3 separate regions of the Mus musculus genome follow, and regions 2 and 3 are each linked to region 1. Evidence: chromatin contacts called from public promoter capture Hi-C data. All regions are on one chromosome and are shown on one strand. The core of a region is the stretch at or near the end of the contact, and the rest is flanking DNA. Distances in the headings are between cores, read along the strand shown.

The links. Promoter capture Hi-C pulls out the DNA fragments that hold promoters and counts their contacts. Capture Hi-C pulls out chosen DNA fragments and counts their contacts.
Region 2: a contact with region 1 is called in a promoter capture Hi-C map of liver, with 4 times the contacts expected there. The contact joins the promoter of Kdm2b here to the promoter of Hcar2 in region 1. A contact is called at or near these places in 3 of 39 promoter capture datasets (hippocampal neurons and liver).
Region 3: a promoter capture Hi-C map of pancreatic islet shows a contact between it and region 1. The contact joins the promoter of Wdr66 here to the promoter of Hcar2 in region 1. A contact is called at or near these places in 2 of 9 other capture datasets (liver and pancreatic islet).

What each region holds. Positions count from the first base shown.
Region 1 is chr5:123,863,896-123,867,024 of GRCm38.p6, reverse strand. Hcar2 (hydroxycarboxylic acid receptor 2) reads left to right here and starts at 1,509. Exons shown (of 1, transcript NM_030701.3): 1 at 1,509-3,129. The coding sequence starts at 1,587. The coding sequence ends at 2,669.
Region 2 is chr5:122,987,601-122,990,729 of GRCm38.p6, reverse strand. It overlaps Kdm2b (lysine (K)-specific demethylase 2B), which reads left to right and starts at 1,631. Exons shown (of 23, transcript NM_001003953.2): 1 at 1,631-1,862; 2 at 2,924-3,068. The coding sequence starts at 1,830. It overlaps A930024E05Rik (RIKEN cDNA A930024E05 gene), which reads right to left and starts at 1,376. Exons shown (of 3, transcript NR_045820.1): 1 at 639-1,376.
Region 3 is chr5:123,252,135-123,255,263 of GRCm38.p6, reverse strand. It overlaps Wdr66 (WD repeat domain 66), which reads right to left and starts at 1,476. Exons shown (of 21, transcript NM_001370840.1): 1 at 506-1,476. The coding sequence starts at 1,459.

The DNA of each region.
Region 1 (3,129 bases), core at 260-2,759:
ATAAATCTTTGGGCCGGAGCAAGCGGGGCTGGAACGAGCTGAGGTCCTGAGTTCAATTCCCAACAACCATATGATAGCTCACAGCTATCTGTACAGCTACAGTATACTCATATACATAAAAATAAATAAATCAATCTTGAAAAAAATGGGCAAACATGGAGTTTCAAGACATGGAATTTGGAACACTGGAAACTGCAATGTGGGCACCACCAATCTCAAAGTTGTCATCTTCATTGTCACAGTCTCCATGAAGTATCCTGATCCTATAGGATCCAAGATCAGGTCACCCTGAGTCTAGACTACAAGGTCCGTCAAATGCCATTGAGGATTTGGGTAGGCAGCTAAAGGGACACATTTCCTCTTTTTTTTTTTTTTTTTTTTTTTTTTTGAGACAGTTTCTCTGTCTAGCCCTGGCTGTCTTGGAACTCGATCTGTAGAGCAGGTAAATTCAGAGATCTACCTGCTTTCGCCTGCCGAGTACTGGGATTAAAGGTATGCACCACTACCACCTGGCAAATTTCCAATTTCTAATTTCAAACTCAAAGTAGATAGTCAATGGTAGATACTCTGTAAGATGACACTTAATCACACTTTAAAAAAAAGAGAGAGAAAGGAAATGTTATCTTTCTGCACCCTCTTGAGGCTTGAAATCAGAGCCATTTCTACGAATACCACACATCCAGGCGCTGTGTCTGCAATCCCAGCACTCGGGAAGAAGAAGCAGGAAGATGGAGAAGCCAGCTTGGGAGACGTAACAAGAGGAGACATCTATCTGAGAGGAAGGAAAAAAGGAAAAAGAGCACGGCGCTAGAGAACTGAGTTGGGGGTTAGGAGCACCCGCTGCTCCTGCAGAGGACCTGCATTAAGCTCCCTATCCCCACATTGGGGTGGATGACAACTGTCTTATAACTCTAGCTCCAGGGCATCCAATAGCCTCTGGGGCTGTTGTTGTATGTACATAGCCACATAGACAGGCATGCAAAAATAAAAATAAATCCTAGAAAGAAAACAAGGAGGTGGGGGAGACAGAGACAGACAGACAGACAGACAGAGGAAACCGTATCCACATTACCAATGCATAGTAGAATTTCACACGAACTCTTACTGCTCCTGGAAAGCCTGACTGTTCTTTTAGCACAGTGCATGGTTACTGCCCTTGTTAATTTATTAATTATTGTCAGCTAAGCAAATTGCAGTGAATGGATTCTCCGAGGCCAATCACCTAGCCAGCATGCATGCCTGCAGCCTTCAGAAGGAATGCCCTCAGATCTGACTCGTCCACCTCTGACAGTCGGCTTGCCTAAACTTATCCTTTACGTTTAGAAAAATTTGTGGGTTCCCGTCTGCCCAGGGGACTTTTTTTTTATTACTTGTTTATGCAAACAGTAAGTTGCATAAGAGCCTTGCTAGCCTTTTTTTTTTTTAAATGATTTCGTAGTTTCCTGGTAACCATTCAGTCATCTCTTTCAACACCCTGACATGACATAAAGCCGAGGGCTGAACCACACGTTCACCACACAGACACACACTCGCCTTGAGCCTTCGCTAGGTGAGGCACTCTGAAGCTGGACTGGCCAGATCCACTCATGAGCAAGTCAGACCATTTTCTAGTGATAAACGGCAAGAACTGCTGTGTGTTCCGAGATGAAAACATCGCCAAGGTCTTGCCACCGGTGTTGGGGCTGGAATTTGTGTTCGGACTCCTGGGCAATGGCCTTGCCTTGTGGATTTTCTGTTTCCACCTCAAGTCCTGGAAATCCAGCCGGATTTTCTTGTTCAACTTGGCCGTGGCTGACTTTCTCCTGATCATCTGCCTGCCGTTCCTGACGGACAACTATGTCCATAACTGGGACTGGAGGTTCGGAGGCATCCCCTGCCGTGTGATGCTCTTCATGTTGGCTATGAACCGACAGGGCAGCATCATCTTCCTCACCGTGGTGGCTGTGGACCGCTACTTCCGGGTGGTCCATCCACACCACTTCTTGAACAAGATCTCCAACCGGACGGCGGCCATCATTTCTTGCTTCTTGTGGGGTCTCACCATCGGCCTGACTGTCCACCTCCTCTATACAAACATGATGACCAAAAATGGCGAGGCATATCTGTGTAGCAGCTTCAGCATCTGTTACAACTTCAGGTGGCACGATGCTATGTTCCTCTTGGAATTCTTCTTGCCCCTGGCCATCATCTTGTTCTGCTCAGGCAGGATCATCTGGAGCCTGAGGCAGAGACAGATGGACAGACATGCCAAGATCAAGAGGGCCATCAACTTCATCATGGTGGTGGCTATTGTATTCATCATTTGCTTCCTACCCAGTGTGGCTGTGCGCATCCGCATCTTCTGGCTTCTCTACAAATATAACGTACGCAACTGTGACATCTACTCCTCGGTGGACCTGGCTTTCTTTACCACCCTTAGCTTTACCTACATGAACAGCATGCTGGACCCTGTGGTCTACTATTTCTCCAGCCCATCTTTCCCCAACTTCTTCTCCACGTGTATCAACCGCTGCCTTCGAAAGAAAACATTGGGTGAACCCGATAATAACCGAAGCACTAGTGTGGAGCTCACGGGGGACCCCAGCACAACCAGAAGTATTCCAGGGGCGCTAATGGCTGACCCCAGTGAGCCAGGCAGCCCCCCTTATCTGGCTTCCACATCTCGTTAAGTTACTATGACAAGAAGGGAGATTGCCGCTCAGGCCTGTGCTCTCTGGAGAGGCGATTTGGCCGTTCGTTGAACAGGGTAACATCTTCAGATTTGGCTTACGCTTTCTTGGAACTTCTAGATTCGGAGAATCGAATTTAGAGAAACGGCGTGGTGCAGTGAGCAGTTTTGGTTGCGAGGTGCAGCCATAGAAAATCTCAGAGGAACAGAAAGCAGAGTTTCCAGACAGTGGAAACTTCTCAGCCTTCCAAGCTTACAGGACTGAAGAAGACAGAGTCCTGCAGAGTTTGAGTCCCAGATGCACCCAGACACACCTCAGTTCTGCTCAAAGTCACGGATGGCTCTTCGTCCTAGGGTCCTACCTAGCCTGTCCGTGGGCCCCAGTGAGGACAAGGAGATCCACGAAACTGGAGGGGATCTCTACCCAGATGTCACTGATAAGCCAGTTGGTCACTTGTGTT
Region 2 (3,129 bases), core at 382-2,881, 880 kb after region 1:
AGATTTCTACCGATAACGTGCATGGATGGAATTTTTAAAAAAAAATTCAAAGAGCAGATTTGGGGACAGGTGGAAAAAAAGTACAGACCGATAAGGCAGGAAATTCTGACGTAAGGGAGGGTGACGATGTGTGGTTCACAGCTGATTTCAGGTGGCAAGGCCACTTCCTCCCCGTATCTGTCTGAACCAGTGCTCTTGACATTGGGACAAGATAAAAACAGCAGTCACCTAAACTCATAATTTCTTGAATCTGGGTTTCTCCAGGGTGCAAAATGACCTGCTTTAGCTTGTACGCCAAGCTAGCGTCACCTGGGAGGTCTCTCAGAACATCCTTGTGATGCTGTCATTAGGCCCTTGCAAGAAAGGAAGAGGCCCGGAGGGAAACAAAGTTTAGGGCCAGCATTTCTCTCAACTTAAAGGAATTCCAGGACCACTGAGGGTCAGTCAATTCTGGAAGCAGTCACAAGCACTACTTAAAAGACGGAGGAACATTGGGGATCTGCTACTCCAGGAATATTCACAAAGGCTGCCCCCCTTCTCCGCTGAGAAACAATATGGATCAATCAAGGTTGCTGTACCCCAGAAAGCCACAAACAACCACCACTTTTCTCTTAAACTGCCACACGAGAGAGGCTTACCTTTTGCCTGCCTGCATTAGAGACGCTGAATCCGATTCTCTATTCCCTCCTGTGTATCGATTTATCTCTTCTCAGCGAGTGTAGAGACTTTTTTTCCTTTCTCTTTAAAAGCCCAACTTCTATTTCAGGGCTGTACTACCGAGGCTATCCGAATGAATGAACCAAAGGCTTTCTTCCGGTCAGCTGCAGTCTGAAAAGGCTGTGGACTGGCTGTATTTCCTGTACCTGTGCGTGTGTCTCCATATTATTATTTCAGCCCCGGGAGTTTAAAAGTTATGCAGTCTGTACAGATACAGTGCTGAGGTAATTTCTTTCTGAGCCCCTCAGATGCCTCCTCCATATGGCAGGTTCGCAAATGGATAAGGGTCTGGACAGGCTGGCCCCTCCCCCCAGGCATGCAGTAGAAAAGCAAAACAGAAAAAGAAATCACACATACAAAATACTTTGAATTTAGGTCGCCAGCATAGGTAATGAGGAAAGGTGGGTGAAGGAAGAGAGGGACAGCCCTGCGTAACCCAAGCAAGAGGGGGCAGGGGCAGAGGTGGGGGGTCGTTTTGGGGGGTGCCAGGCCCCGGGGGCTTTCACGCCAGCAGGCTTGGCTAGCATTTCCGCGCCTCCCGCTGAGGCCATCCGTGCAAATCTGCACCTCCCTCCCCACCCCCTCCTCTCTTTCCCTCCCTCCCTGCCCCGCCATCTCTGGGATGCGCCCGCCGCCTGCAACTCAGCCCTCCAAAAGTCAGCTCCCGGGCGGCGGCGGCGCCTGCGTGCAGAGGCGCACTCGTGACCCAACAACAAAACAGCGATGCCAAGGCGCTAACAGCGCCCGGTGCGTCCCAGGCTCCCTTCTGGCCCCACACCTCCTACGGCTGCGGTCCCCGACACCCCCAACCCGAGCCCCCCCTTTCCCCAACTAGCCTAGCCGCAAGCTCCGAGCGCGATCGGCAACAATGTTTACGTTCCGGGGATTATGACGTCGACGCCTCCCCCCCCACAACTGCTGAAAATGGTTTCCTAGGACTTTGCAAACGGATCTGCTTAAGTGTTGGTGCAAAACTTTGTAGATATCGGCTCTGGCTTGCTCTATTTATTTATTTTTTTGCTTTCTTTTCTTTGGTCTTCCCTCCTTTCCCCCTCCGCCAAAATGCAGGGGGCAGGAGTGTTGACAATTAATTGGTGAACTCTCCTAAAAAAATGGAGGCAGAGAAAGACTCTGGAAGAAGATTGGTGTGTAGCTTTTTTTTTCTCCCCCAAATCTGTATCTGGTATATGATCGATTTATCTATCTATTTATTTTTTTGGTTGTTTCTTGCTGCCTTTTCTTTCCTTTTCTGTATTTTGCAAGAGGACCGGAAAAAAATAATAAATTGCATGCAAAAGGAAGCAAGCAGCTTACTCCTCCAGTCTCTTGTGAGGCTCAGGGTCTCAGACACTTAAGTGGGGAGGAGGCAACGCCGAAAGGCGTGGAAGGGACTGAGCGGGCTCGGGGTTCGCCTGGGATCTGGGGGGCTGCGGGGCTCGGTGCTGAGCGGCGGAGGGAGGAGGAAGAAGGATGCGGGGAGTGGTGGGGGAGTCTCCTTAGGAAGTGAGTGTGCGCGCGCGCTCGTGGGGAGATGAGGCAGCTGCTGGTGCGTTTTGGGGTCTCTGATAGAAGCTTTGTGGTGGGCTGGCTGCCTCTCTCCCCCCACATTCTTAACCTCCTCCCCTCCCCTCCTCTTCTTGCACTAGCGGTCGGTCGGCGGGGGCCGTTAGGGTCTCAACCCTTCCGTTTCAGCTTTCCAGCTTTTCTGTAGCTCGGGAGCAGCTCCAGCCTTAGTAATGCCGCCGGCCCTGGGTTCCGGCTTCCCGGGTTGGCCGCCGTGGCCGCCAGGGCTGCTGTTACCGCGGAGCCGGTTGCTGCAGCGGCTTCTCTCGGGGCCTACATCTGCCCCGCCAGCTCATACCCGGAGCCCCCTTCAGGGGTTACATAACCAGGCTCCCAGTCGAGTGGGCAAAGCTTAGCACATCACTTGGCGTGGGGGCAGAGGAAAGCCCCCAAATACCATTTCCATAGCTTCCAAAGATGCAAGAAGGGATTGCTTCGTTTAAGGGCAGTCGGGCCTTGGGGGTGTGAGCCCCTTTTTCTGCTTTCCAGCATCTTTGGCATTTGCGCAAAGTTGCTCAGATTGCAATGCTGGGGTGCAGTGGGCGCGCGACTCTTGCACCTGTTCTTGGTGGGCCCAGGGTGAGAGGAGACCCCCCCAAGTCCTCTCAGTAATGTCCGGGGTTCTCTGGTTGGGTCCCCGCAGCGTGCGATTGACCGCCAGAGATACGACGAGAACGAAGACTTGTCGGACGTGGAGGAAATTGTCAGCGTCCGTGGCTTCAGCCTGGAGGAGAAGCTACGTAGCCAGTTATACCAGGGGGACTTCGTGCATGCTATGGAAGGCAAAGGTGAGGCACCCCCCTCTCCTGGCTTCACTCTGCAGAGGGCCAGCGCGCACGTGGGGAGGGA
Region 3 (3,129 bases), core at 227-2,726, 610 kb after region 1:
CAGGAACTCAGTCCCAAGACCTTCAGCTGACCTACTGACCCTTTACAAGTTAGGTACACACTTCATGGAAGCTTGGACTGACCTGCCTCCAAACTGGATTAAACCACCCTCCTAGGCATCTCAAAATTACTGAACTTAGCATATGGTTTTCTCTTCTCTTTAATGTGTGTATTTATGTGGTGTGTGTGTGTGTTGTGCAGGTGCTCAAGGAGTCCAGAAGAGGACATTGAATTAATTCCCTGGATCTAAAGTTATAAGGCATTTCATCATGGGTGCTGGGAACCCAAAATTCAGCCCTCAGTAAGAACAGCTAGGGCTCTTAATGGCCTGGCTGTTTCTCCAACCTCGGGACTGTCTCACTTTGGTTTTGTACTCCCACAGCCTGGCACATGCCAAGCACCAAGCGACAGACAATTCAGTGTAAATGGGTGGACAAGCTTCGGGGAGGACTCACCAGGGAGGATGATTCTGAGTAAGTGGGTGGATGAGCTTGGGGAGGACTCACCAGGGAGGAGCTTGACCTGGGTGGCTCATGGCTGATGACAATATTGTCCACCAGGGCTGTTTTGTTTTGCTTCTCTTTCTTTTCCTCCTTGGCTCGTCCAGCTTTTGTCTCAGTTGTCTCAGTATCTTCCTCCTCCTCCTCCTCCTCCCGCTCCACACTCTTCTCTTTCTCTTCCTCTTCTCTTCCCTCCTCCCTTTCCCCCTCATGTTCCGCCTCTTCCTTCTCCTGGCCCTCTTCCTCACCTCCCCTTTCCTTACTTCTCTCGCTCTCCTCACTTTTTTCCTCTTCACCGCTCTTCTCTTCCTCCCATCCCTCTTCCTCTTCCCTTCCTCTCACTTCACTTTCTTCCTCCCCTCTCACTTCCTCTCCCTCTCTCTGCTCCTCCTTCTCCACCCACTCCTCCAGCCCCTCTCCATCCTCCTGAGACTCCTCCCATGACAGTGAGCCCTCAGTTAGGCTCTGCTGCAGAGCATCTTCTTCAAAACTTGGATTATATTCCTCCTTCTCCTCCTCCTCCTCCTCCTCCTCCTCCTTCTCCTCCTCCTTCTCCTCCTCCTCCTTCTCCTCCTCCTCCTCCTCCTTCCCCTCCTCCTCCTCCTCCTTCCCCTTCCCCTCCTCTTCCTCCTCCTCCTCCTTCTCCTTCTCCTCCTCCTTCTCCTCCTCCTCCTTCTCCTCCTCCTTCTCCTCCTCCTTCCCCTTCCCCTCCTCTTCCTCCTCCTCCTCTTCCTCCTTCTTCCCCTTCTCCTCCTCTTCCTCCTTCTTCTCCTCCTCCTTCCCCTCCTCCTTCTCCTCCTCCTTCTCCTCCTCCTTCCCCTTCTCCTCCTCTTCCTCCTCCTCCTTCTCCTTCTCCCCCTCCTCTTCCTCCTCTTCCTCCTCCTTCTTCTCCTCCTTCTCCTCCTCCATCTCTCCACTTTCTCTTGATTCTTCTAGGGGGTTTTCTTCTGTATCTGACATTTCTTCTGTAGTTTCCGCTACAGAAATTTTAACGTAGATTCAGCAGGTCCCTCTATTTCCTGTGCCGGCTTCCTGAGGTGCTAACACGTCGAAATGGGCAGAAGCAGCTCTGGTCCCTTCCTGTGGGAAGAAAAGAATGGCAGCTTCTTGGGAAAGCCCAGCTCAAGTCTCAGAAATCTTTAAAATATTGACTTCCAGGGCCTCCCATCTTTCTAGGACTGATCTTAGAGTCTTCTCACTTTAAATAATTCATATTCCCACAGGCAACAAAATGCATAAGGCAAGCATTTGCAAAACCCTGCTGGGAGGAAGAAGAGAGGGAGATGGGCTGATGACTGAAGTGTAAGCTTGCCAGCTAAAGGTTCCCTCCTCTCCAACTTCCGCTAGCCTCGTTCTGTGACTAGACGCAAGCCATTTTACCCTTTCTTCAAATTTGCTCACAGGCAAAAAAATAAAAATGATAATCCTACATTCTCACATGATTTGCAGACTGGGGCAATACATGTCAAATGCTCAACACAGGTTCACCCAAAGTGTTTGCCAAAAAAAAAAAAAAAAAAAAAGCAGGGTGGGGGATATCAGGTACTATGGGGATAAAAGCAATAGTTTTCTGCAAAGAACCTGAGAGTTTTAAAGACCTCTGGGGCAGGTGAGACCCTAAGTCTAAGGTAGACAGAGCCCCCTCCTCTGGGAAACACATGGCCAGAAGAGAAAACTAACTCCCAAATCAACACATTCAACATGGTATGTGCAAAGAAAGAAAGAAAGAAAGAAAGAAAGAAAGAAAGAAAGAAAGAAAGAAAGAAAGAAAGAAAGAAAGAAAGAAAGAAAGTTAATTCTGGGCTGGAGAGATGGCTCAGTGATTAAGAGCACTCTGGCTGCCCTTTCAGAAGACCCAGGTTTGACTCCCAGCCATGACACGATCGCTCAGAACCATAAGTAACTTGAGTTTCAGGGGATCTGACACCCTCTTCTGTATTCTGCGGGAACTTCATAGGTGGTACACATACATACATGCAGACAAAACAGTCTCACACATAAAATCATTTTTTAAAAAAATTTAATTCCTCTGATACATTCTCTCATTTTGCACCTACATGAAGCAAGAGTTTGGGAGCAGGGGGCTAGGCCCATGTCTGTAATACTGCGATTCAGGAGGTAGAGACAGGAGGATCACTCGAGTTCTTAGGCCAGCACAATCTTTCTAAAAAAAGAAAGAAAGAAAGAAGGAAGGAAGGAAGGAAGGAAAGGAAAAGGAAAAGGAAAAGGAAAAGGAAAAGGAAAAGGAAAAGGAAAAGGAAAAGGAAAAGGAAAAGGAAAAGGAAAAGGAAAAGGAAATGAAAAAGTTTGTGGCCCTGGGAGGCACGACTTACGACAGAGCTAGAATTTAGTTCTTTTGTTTGAAAAAAATGCCACTTTGACATTTTCCACACCCAGGCGGGGGCAATGCCACAGGTGCGCAAGTCTATCCTACCACGAGGTCCAGGAGCCACCAGTTTCTTTTCCTGGGGACCTCCCAGGTCCCACACCCTTGCCGCTGCCTGGCCCGGACCCCAACCCGAGCCGCACCCTCCACTTCGCACTTACAGGGACGCTCCCACTTCTTTTCTCAAAAGCCTTGGGTCGTCCAGCCTCGGGAAATCCCAAGAGACCTCCAGGGGCTCCTGTCC